2 separate regions of the Mus musculus genome follow, and region 1 is linked to region 2. The links are chromatin contacts, called in public Hi-C maps. All regions are on one chromosome and are shown on one strand. Each heading gives the region's core, a stretch centred on a gene start, on an enhancer-like site or on the middle of the called end of the contact. The rest is flanking DNA. Distances are from core to core; before and after follow the strand shown.

Region 1 (3,890 bases), core at 1,156-3,655, 840 kb before region 2:
TGTCAAAAGTTCAGACCTAGGCTCCAGCACTCACAGGTTGGGTGTGCTCAGGGGGGCTGCTTGGCCTTTGTGCACCATGTTCCTTGCTAAAATGAGGGAATACTTGTACCTGCTTCAAGCGGCTGTGTGGATTTCAAATATTTAAATATTTGATTTTTAAAAGGTTTATTTATTTATATGAGTACATGCTAGCTGCCATCAGACACACCAGAAGAGAGCTTCGGATCCCATTACAGATGGCTGTGAGCCACCATGTGGTTGCTGGGAATTGAACTCAGGACCCCTGGAAGGAGCAGTCAGTGCTTTTAACCTCTGAGCCATCTCACCAGCTACCGGATTTTAATGGCTTAATACCCGCAAAGGACATATGGGACAGTTTCAGGTGGATGCTGGGTATTTTATTTGCCAATAAACACCTGCCGCCTTAAGTGGGAAGCTTAGCCTTCATGAATTGGGTTGTAAATGTAGCAGCTTTTGCTATAGGGAGCAGGTACCCGAAAGCCAGTGTGCGTGTGTCAAAGCCCCAGTGTTCCAGAGCTGATTTTCACCCTCAGTTACAAAGGATTTTGTCCTTTTAAGGCCTGACCTTTTTGAGGGCCCCATGTGTCCCAGAAAAAGTGTCCACTGGCTTTTCTTAGGCTACCCCTGAGCTGACCACAAGCTTTTCCTTCTATTGGAGTAGGTATGATTTTTGGGATAGTGAGTCCAAATTGGGTCAAATCAGAATTTTCTGGAGCAGAGAGCTGGCACGTCTGAAGAAAAGCCCTGTAGTTCGGCGGTTCTCAACCTTTAATATATTTCTCATGTTGTGGTGACCTCATAACCACAAAATTATTTTCACTGCTACTTTATAACTGTAATTTTGTTACTGTTATGCATCATATAATGTGTTTCCCCGATGGTCTTAGGCTTCTCCTGTGAGAGGGTCTGTCAAGTCCTAAGAGGTCACAACCCACAGGCTGAGAACCTGTGGTGTAGTTTCCCTGATTTTAAACTGAATTGAAGTGATTCTGGTGGGAGCTGAAAAGAGCCTGGATTCATCCAGGGTTAGAATGGCATGGGAGTTGGGGGTGGGGGGTGGGGTGGGGGGGTGAGGGGGTGAGGGGAGGTGGACGGGATCAGGAGTTGGAAGGGGTTAGGAGGTGAGCTCGCTTTTCCACCCTTTGGCTTGTGGAATCCTCCTTCAGAGGCTCAGACAGAGGAATGGATCCTCTCTCTGGAACCTGGCTGAAGAGATCTACCAACACTGGCTGCTTACCTCTAATCGAGTGAGGTTTGTGTGTTTGTGTGTGTGCATGCTGCACAGTGTGCGGATGGAAAGGGAAATGTGGTCATAGGCCATGCCCGTGGGGAGGGCAGTATATGGATACAAATGTGGATTTCAAGGTGATAGCCCGGGGGGTCAATAGCAATGGGTAGAAAACCACCAGAATCCAGAAGAGAGACAGGACCGATTCACAAAGTCTCAGAAGGAATTAACCTTGCTAAGACCTTGGTCTTAGCCCTTTAGTCTCAAAAGTGTGAGGCTACCTTCCTGCTCTTTAAGCCACCCAGTCTAGGGTGCTTTGTTATAGCAAGCCTAGCTAAGCAACACCCATGGGAATGTTGGAACTTTCTGGAAACAGGTAGAAGCTTCTTCTCGGGCAGGCTGATTGGCCCTGACTACCCACACCGTCCTATTGTCATTGCCAATCACGTTTTATTCTGTGACCTGTGGTCTCACTCAGCCCTAGATCTCCTGTATTTCTCCAGTGGAACATTGCCTTGCTGTTGCAGGCTGTGTAAGTGGGGGCCAAGAATGGAGCTCTTTGTTTAGAAATTGCGTGGTGTACCTAAATAACAGCTATGAGCATATGGAGAACTTTCAAGCCAGAGGCGTTTCAGAACTAGGCAAGGGAAGAGAGCCTTCATTTGTCAAAAAGACATTTCCTGTTCAGATCCATCACAATCTTCCCTGCAGCCTCCCTTCCTGTCCCTCCTCCCCAACCCCAAATATATAAGAGGCAGCGTAGGCCCAACAGGATGTTAGAAGAAGTGGATTAAAAAGAAATAGCACATCAGATAAAACGGGGGAAAAAAAACCCCAAAAGACCACTACAACCTCAGTTCTTTCCACTTACTTAGGCATGAAATTCCACCTGCCAGCTTTTCCTGCAGACTGCTAGATTGTATGTAGTGGTCTGTATGCTTACACCCCAGCTCTGAAGCAGGCAGAGCCAGGTTCAAGGTCCACTCCAAGCCAGCTTGCTCCAAGGATGAGGTAGGGCTGGCTCTCCAAGGTGATCTCCAGTTCAGGCGCCCTGGATGCTGGCTGCTCAGTTCCCGTTGCTGATGCTCCACAGCTTCAGAGCTCCTGGCTCTGGAAAAGCCCCATTGGAATGAAAACACCTCACTGGCTGCCAGGGAAGTGGTGAGGGAGGCAGTGAGTGAGCGAGCGGGCGAGCGGGTGAGCGAGAAGGCAAGGAGGCTGTACTTGCTCATGTGTGAGAAGGAGGTGACTCCTGGGTAGTTCATATCCTGGTTTCACACCCCATTTACAGAGTGTCCCACAGATTTCTCTCTTGTCACCCAAGCCACAGTCCTGGGAAAGCGCCAGTCTTCCAGTTGCTTCTGTCACAGATAGTCATGGCTTCATGGTAGGCCTTAGTTAAAGGGAATTTTTAAAATTAATCTTTTCAGGTTAGCATACAAAGTAATGGGCTCATTATCGAATTTTCTTTTCTCTTTTCCTTATTCATTTTTTATATCCCTAAATGTTGCCGCCCCCCCCCCCCGCCCTCTTTACAGATTTCTTGCCCCATCTTCCCTCTCCTTTGCCTCTGAGAGGGTGCTCCCTTCCCCCTTGCCTGGGGATCAAGTCTCTACAGGATTAAGGGCATCTTCTCCCACTGAGGCCAGACAAAGTAGCCTGTGCTACATATGTGCTGGAGAACTCAGACCAGCCTGTGTATAGCGTTTGGTTGGTGGCTCAGTCCCAGGGGTCCAGGTTAGTTAACACTGTTGTTCTTCCTATGCGGTTGCCACCCCCTTCAGCTCCTTCAGTCCTTCCGCTGGCTCTGCCATAGGGCAATTCTGTCCATTTTATCCTTTTGTTGGTTTCTTTGTGAATGTCCTATCATGCCACCCAGTCCCATTCACCACCCCCTCCCCTCGTACCTGCCGCCCACCCTTGCAACCTCCCCGCAACAGAGGAAAAAAAATCTCTATTGTGTCACAGTGTGTCCCATGGTGTACCCTTCAGCCTGCTTCTTTGCTTGTGAATGTTCATTGCAATGACTCCTGGCTCAGGTCGGAGGCCTCTGGCTTCTGCGACTCTGTGAATACTGGATCCTCACGGAGACTTCTCTCAGGCATCCTGATGTTGCCCTGTGTCATGGAGATGCTTATTTTTGCATATGTAGGACCTGCTCCTTCATGCACTCCAGCAGTTCATTGGTAGATGTTGGGGTGGGCAGGCCAATCTCAGAGCCCAGGAGCTGGGCCTGGGAGGGAGCTGAGCTGGTCAGCCCATCCTTATGGTACTTTTGTATATGTGATATACGTTTTTTCTTCTTTTGTTCAACTCCCCTACGCCCTCCTATTCCCTGGCCCCACACTGCCCCTCCCCCCCAGCTCATTTCTTTTCTTTCCACAGTTAGACCATGCTGTCGTCTTTGTGTGTGTGTTTAAGAGTTATCTATTTATTTCATGTATATGAGTACACTGTAGCTGTACAGATGGATATGAGCCATCATGTCATTGCTGGGAATTGAACTCAGGACCTTTGCTCGCTCCAGCCCTGCTTGCTCTGGCCCCAAGATTTATTTATTGTTATATGTACGTACACTGTAGCTGTATTTAGATACAGCAGAAGAGGGCATCGGATCTCATTAAGGATGGTTGTGAGCTAT
Region 2 (3,986 bases), core at 1,339-3,838:
CAAAACAGACGGAGAAGTTCCGAGTGTCCTTAAGAAGTTTGTACTGCCTGAGTTCCTCTTACATAAGTGCCTGCTGTTTTGGGCTAACACGGGGCTGAGGAACAGAGCTCCTGTGGAGAAGGTCTACATCTATGCGTGCTATGGTTTGACTCAGTGTAACCTACAGGCCCGTGTGGAGGCTTGATCCACAGCGGAGGTGGTGTTGCCTTTAGGTGGTGCAGGCAAATGGCAGGCCTTAAGCCAATGCGGGCAAGGCACTTAAGGGGATGTTGGACACCTAACCCATTCCCTTCCTCCTTGCTCTTTGCTTCACAGACATCATGAAGTGAAACGCTTGCTCCACCATGTTCTCCAATCTGATGTGGTCTCACTATCCTCAGACCCAAACTTGAATTGAAACTGTGAGAGAAATAAACTTGTCTTGGTTAAAAGTTGATTTATGTCAGGATTTTGTTAAAGTAAGAGAAAACTGACTAGCACAATATGCATACTTAGATGTACGTATATGTGTGTATACACACACATGCATGGGTATGCAGACATATGCATGTATGTATGTGTATCGGTGCTAGGGGATATAGGGTCAAAAGAAAAGATGTTTAAAAGAGTGTATGAGTTATATGTTCCCTTTTCGAAAATAGAATTCCAATTCTTTGGTTTGTGCATCATATATAGTATCCCATATAGGTAATGTTTTTTCTTATAACTCTTTACTTTGTCACGCACACAGTTTCTTTTCTGTCTTTCGGCTGTTAAAATAGCAAATAATCCAGGTTTACTTTTGCCCAGCTTCCTTCTTTCATCTTATATGTCATTGCTTATATGTCATTGCTAGCATTTTTTCCCCCAGAGCTTGGGCCTGTTGTCTCAGCAACTGCTTTCCCCTCTGCTCCATCATTTATCAACGGCACTGGTTTTGCTTCTGTGTTTATTTTCCTTGAGTCTCAGAGGATGACTTTTCTGGAGACCAGAATGTCATGTATGCCCAGTGTCTCATAGAACTTCTTGCATATAAAAATAAAGATAGTTACATACATTGTTGGCAAACAGAAAATCTGAGCAGTAGATGAAATACTGAACAACATATGACATATATGCAGGATATTTCTCGGCTGTGGTATACTTGTTGACCCTATACAAAGCCCTAGATTTGATTTCTAGAACATCAATGAAATCTTTACATGTCAAAAAGAGTTAGTAAACCAGAATTATGCCTAGAATATAAGGCCATGGATCATGTAAAGATTTGTGGATTGACGTGCAAACTCTAGTACATCAATTGCTTTTCTTGGCCCTTGTTATAATCTTTGTCTCTTTCCTTCATTTTGAACTATATCTGGACCTAGAGTGATCAGTAAAGATAAGAAGCTGTATGCCTGGAGAAACCTGAGTGTCAAGCCACCCTATAAGGTTATCCTACTCAAGGGAAGAGCCTGGTCCAGAACATGACACCAGTTGTCTTCTCCTGTCTCTATTGCATGAGTAGAACCAAACACAGTGGCACACACTTATAGTCCTTGGTGCTTGGGAGGTAGACAAGATGGATGGCATGTGCCAGGTGACCAATGTTAGCCTGAGCACCATAGCAAGACCCCCATTTCAAAACAAGAAAATAGTTTTGTCTAACAGTGACAGCTCTCTCCATGCCTATTCAGTAGCTGTTAAGACGCAAAGCTTCCCTTCAGATGACAAATGATACATTGTTGCCCTTATAATGAAACAAACTTGCCATAGACCCAGCTTTGATTTCGGAGTTTTGTCAAGGTAACTCAGACATAAGGATTACTGTCCTCAGAGATGTGTCTAACCCTGAACTGTCTTCCAGATTAGGCTACAGAACCCAGTATCTGGAACTTCAAGAGGTGCGATGCCTCTCTTTGCTCTGCTTTGCTGTCACCTAGAAGCAGCAGCTGCTGCTGAGGAAAGATGACCTAGAGGATGTCTGGGGCCATTGCAGCCAGAGGAAGAAGAGGAGGGGCTGACTGAGTTGAATTGGCAAGTTGTGTGATTAAGTCTGAATGGATAAATGTCATACATGAGAAACTGTGCTACTGTAACACTGGATCCATGAAGGTGAGTTAGTTTAATGTCTGTTGGAAGCCTCACAGAGGTATTTGGGGAAACAGACCCTGAACTGTCGGATAAATTACTTCTGGAACGAAGCTCAAAATTATCCTAGAAATGAAGCTATGCACCAAAGCAGGAAACTCCTCCTGCGAAGCTCACGTGGTCATCTTTCTGGGCCTATTACAGGGTGGAAATTCAGTCTTCCTCGTCTTAATTAGCGTTTGTGGTTTCATAAGGGTGGCCCAAGTCGTGAAATTTCCTCTCTGTGTTATTGTACAGAGGATTCCGCGAGAAGGGACCGCAAGCCCGAGTCCTTCACAGTTTTGTTGAAGAATGTCAGCAAATTACCATTGTTTGGAATCACACGCTCATAAGCTGGGCAGCAGAATATTTATGATACGAAAACAATCACAAAAGCCTTTGCCGCGCTGCCTTATTGACACAGCTTTCCCGTCCCCACATCTTGCTTCCTCTCAGGAAAGTGGGACGTGTTGGATGATTTCCCAGGTTCTATTTGGAGAGGAAGTCTATACGTTTTCCACCACGCAGACCCTGCCAATCTGCACACTCCAAAGAACACCTGCAACTAACAACTACGCCTGCTCTCTTTTGTGTGCCCGCAGCTATCAAAATAAATGAGTTACCCCGGTTGGGAAAATTACATCTCTTTTCGGAGTAACCTTGCTCTCTGCACGTGCGCAAGGAGTCAGACACCGTGATGCTGTGCCCAGTGCTCCTGACTAGAATTATAATCCAGACATTTTGCGTTACGTCATTGTCAGTAAGTGTACTAACAAGAGCTATTAAGATCTCATGACCTGCCTGTCCCCTTTTTACTAGTACTTCTCCCCTATTCTGCTCACGGTTGATTCTTAACCAGTATAATAATGGGAAAGAAGGACCTGCCTCTTTTCTTTGCCCAGATCTGCCACTAAGATTTTGAGTCCTCTCTCCCCTCCCTCCCTTCCTCCCTCCCTCCCTCCCTCCCTCCCTTCCTCCCTCCCTCCCTCCCTCCCTCCCCCCTCCCATCTCAAGCATCCTTGTAGGCTAGCATTCAAAAGAGAATGGACAGTTGCTTTCCTCCTGAACATCTGTCCAAGCCCCCAGGATCTGAACTTTGGCTCAGAACGCTGAGAACTCACAGCAGCTGTATGGTCAGCTTTCAACACAGCACATGCATGGGGAAGGACTTGCTGCTCAAATGAATGTTCATTTACTGTTGGGTATTTAGCAACCCTGCCCTCGAACATAGGGCTAGTCACAGAATATTCCTTTGATGGAAAAAAATAGCAGGAGATACATCCACAAGCAAAAAAAAAAAAAAAAATCAAAACAAAACAACGAAAACAACAACAGCAAAAAGCTCCAAACCCTAATCACTACATCTAACAAATTCTGCTTCTTCCCTGATGGTCCTGTTGCTGCTGTAGCCACTCCTAATATATCTCCGGGCACAGTAATGATGCTGGTGATGGTGATTCCAGGTTTGGGGTGGTGGTATGAGGTGCATAGGTCTGTGCACATGAAAAGAGATCGCTTTGGCTCAGCACCCACCTCTACTTTGGAATTGCCCCAGGCAGGACAGCCTGGTTTGGCAAAATATGTACCCGACTTCTAGATACTGGGAAATGCACCCCAAAGCTACAGCATCTATATCCCGTGTCTTCAGTCACTCCTTGGGGATTGGCTACTTCCTTTAAGTGACTCAGTGTCAAGGGTTCAAAACGTTCAGATAAAACCATTTTGAAGTGTTCTGTTCTGGCCAGATTGACTTCCTACCCTGTCCCTCCCTGCTGTTCATCTCCTTTAAATACTCCTAAAGCTTTTAGTCATCTTACAGAACACTCAAGCTTAACGCCTTCACTGGGGCTTTCTGGTTATTTTGAGAACATCCTACCCAGAACAGGCCACATCTCCTT

What was found. Hi-C and Micro-C count contacts between places; a contact is called where the count stands out from the background.
Region 1: a contact with region 2 is called in a Hi-C map of cerebral cortex, with 4 times the contacts expected there. The contact joins two enhancer-like sites. A contact is called at or near these places in 4 of 484 Hi-C or Micro-C datasets (the AML12 cell line, cerebral cortex, embryonic fibroblasts and 1 more) and 2 of 115 datasets of contacts at active chromatin or transcription factors (T-cell acute lymphoblastic leukemia and astrocytes).

The regions. Positions count from the first base shown.
Region 1 is chr13:111,393,111-111,397,000 of GRCm38.p6, reverse strand. No RefSeq gene overlaps it. Among named protein-coding and RNA genes, the nearest start is that of Gpbp1, 95 kb to the left of the region's middle. Within about 2 kb of position 2,405, at least 13 of the 459 cell types and tissues checked have an H3K27ac peak or open chromatin away from gene starts, as enhancers often do. A contact at or near this core is called in cerebral cortex, where this site is marked.
Region 2 is chr13:110,556,818-110,560,803 of GRCm38.p6, reverse strand. No RefSeq gene overlaps it. Among named protein-coding and RNA genes, the nearest start is that of Gm32990, 9.9 kb to the left of the region's middle. Within about 2 kb of position 2,588, at least 51 of the 459 cell types and tissues checked have an H3K27ac peak or open chromatin away from gene starts, as enhancers often do. A contact at or near this core is called in cerebral cortex, where this site is marked.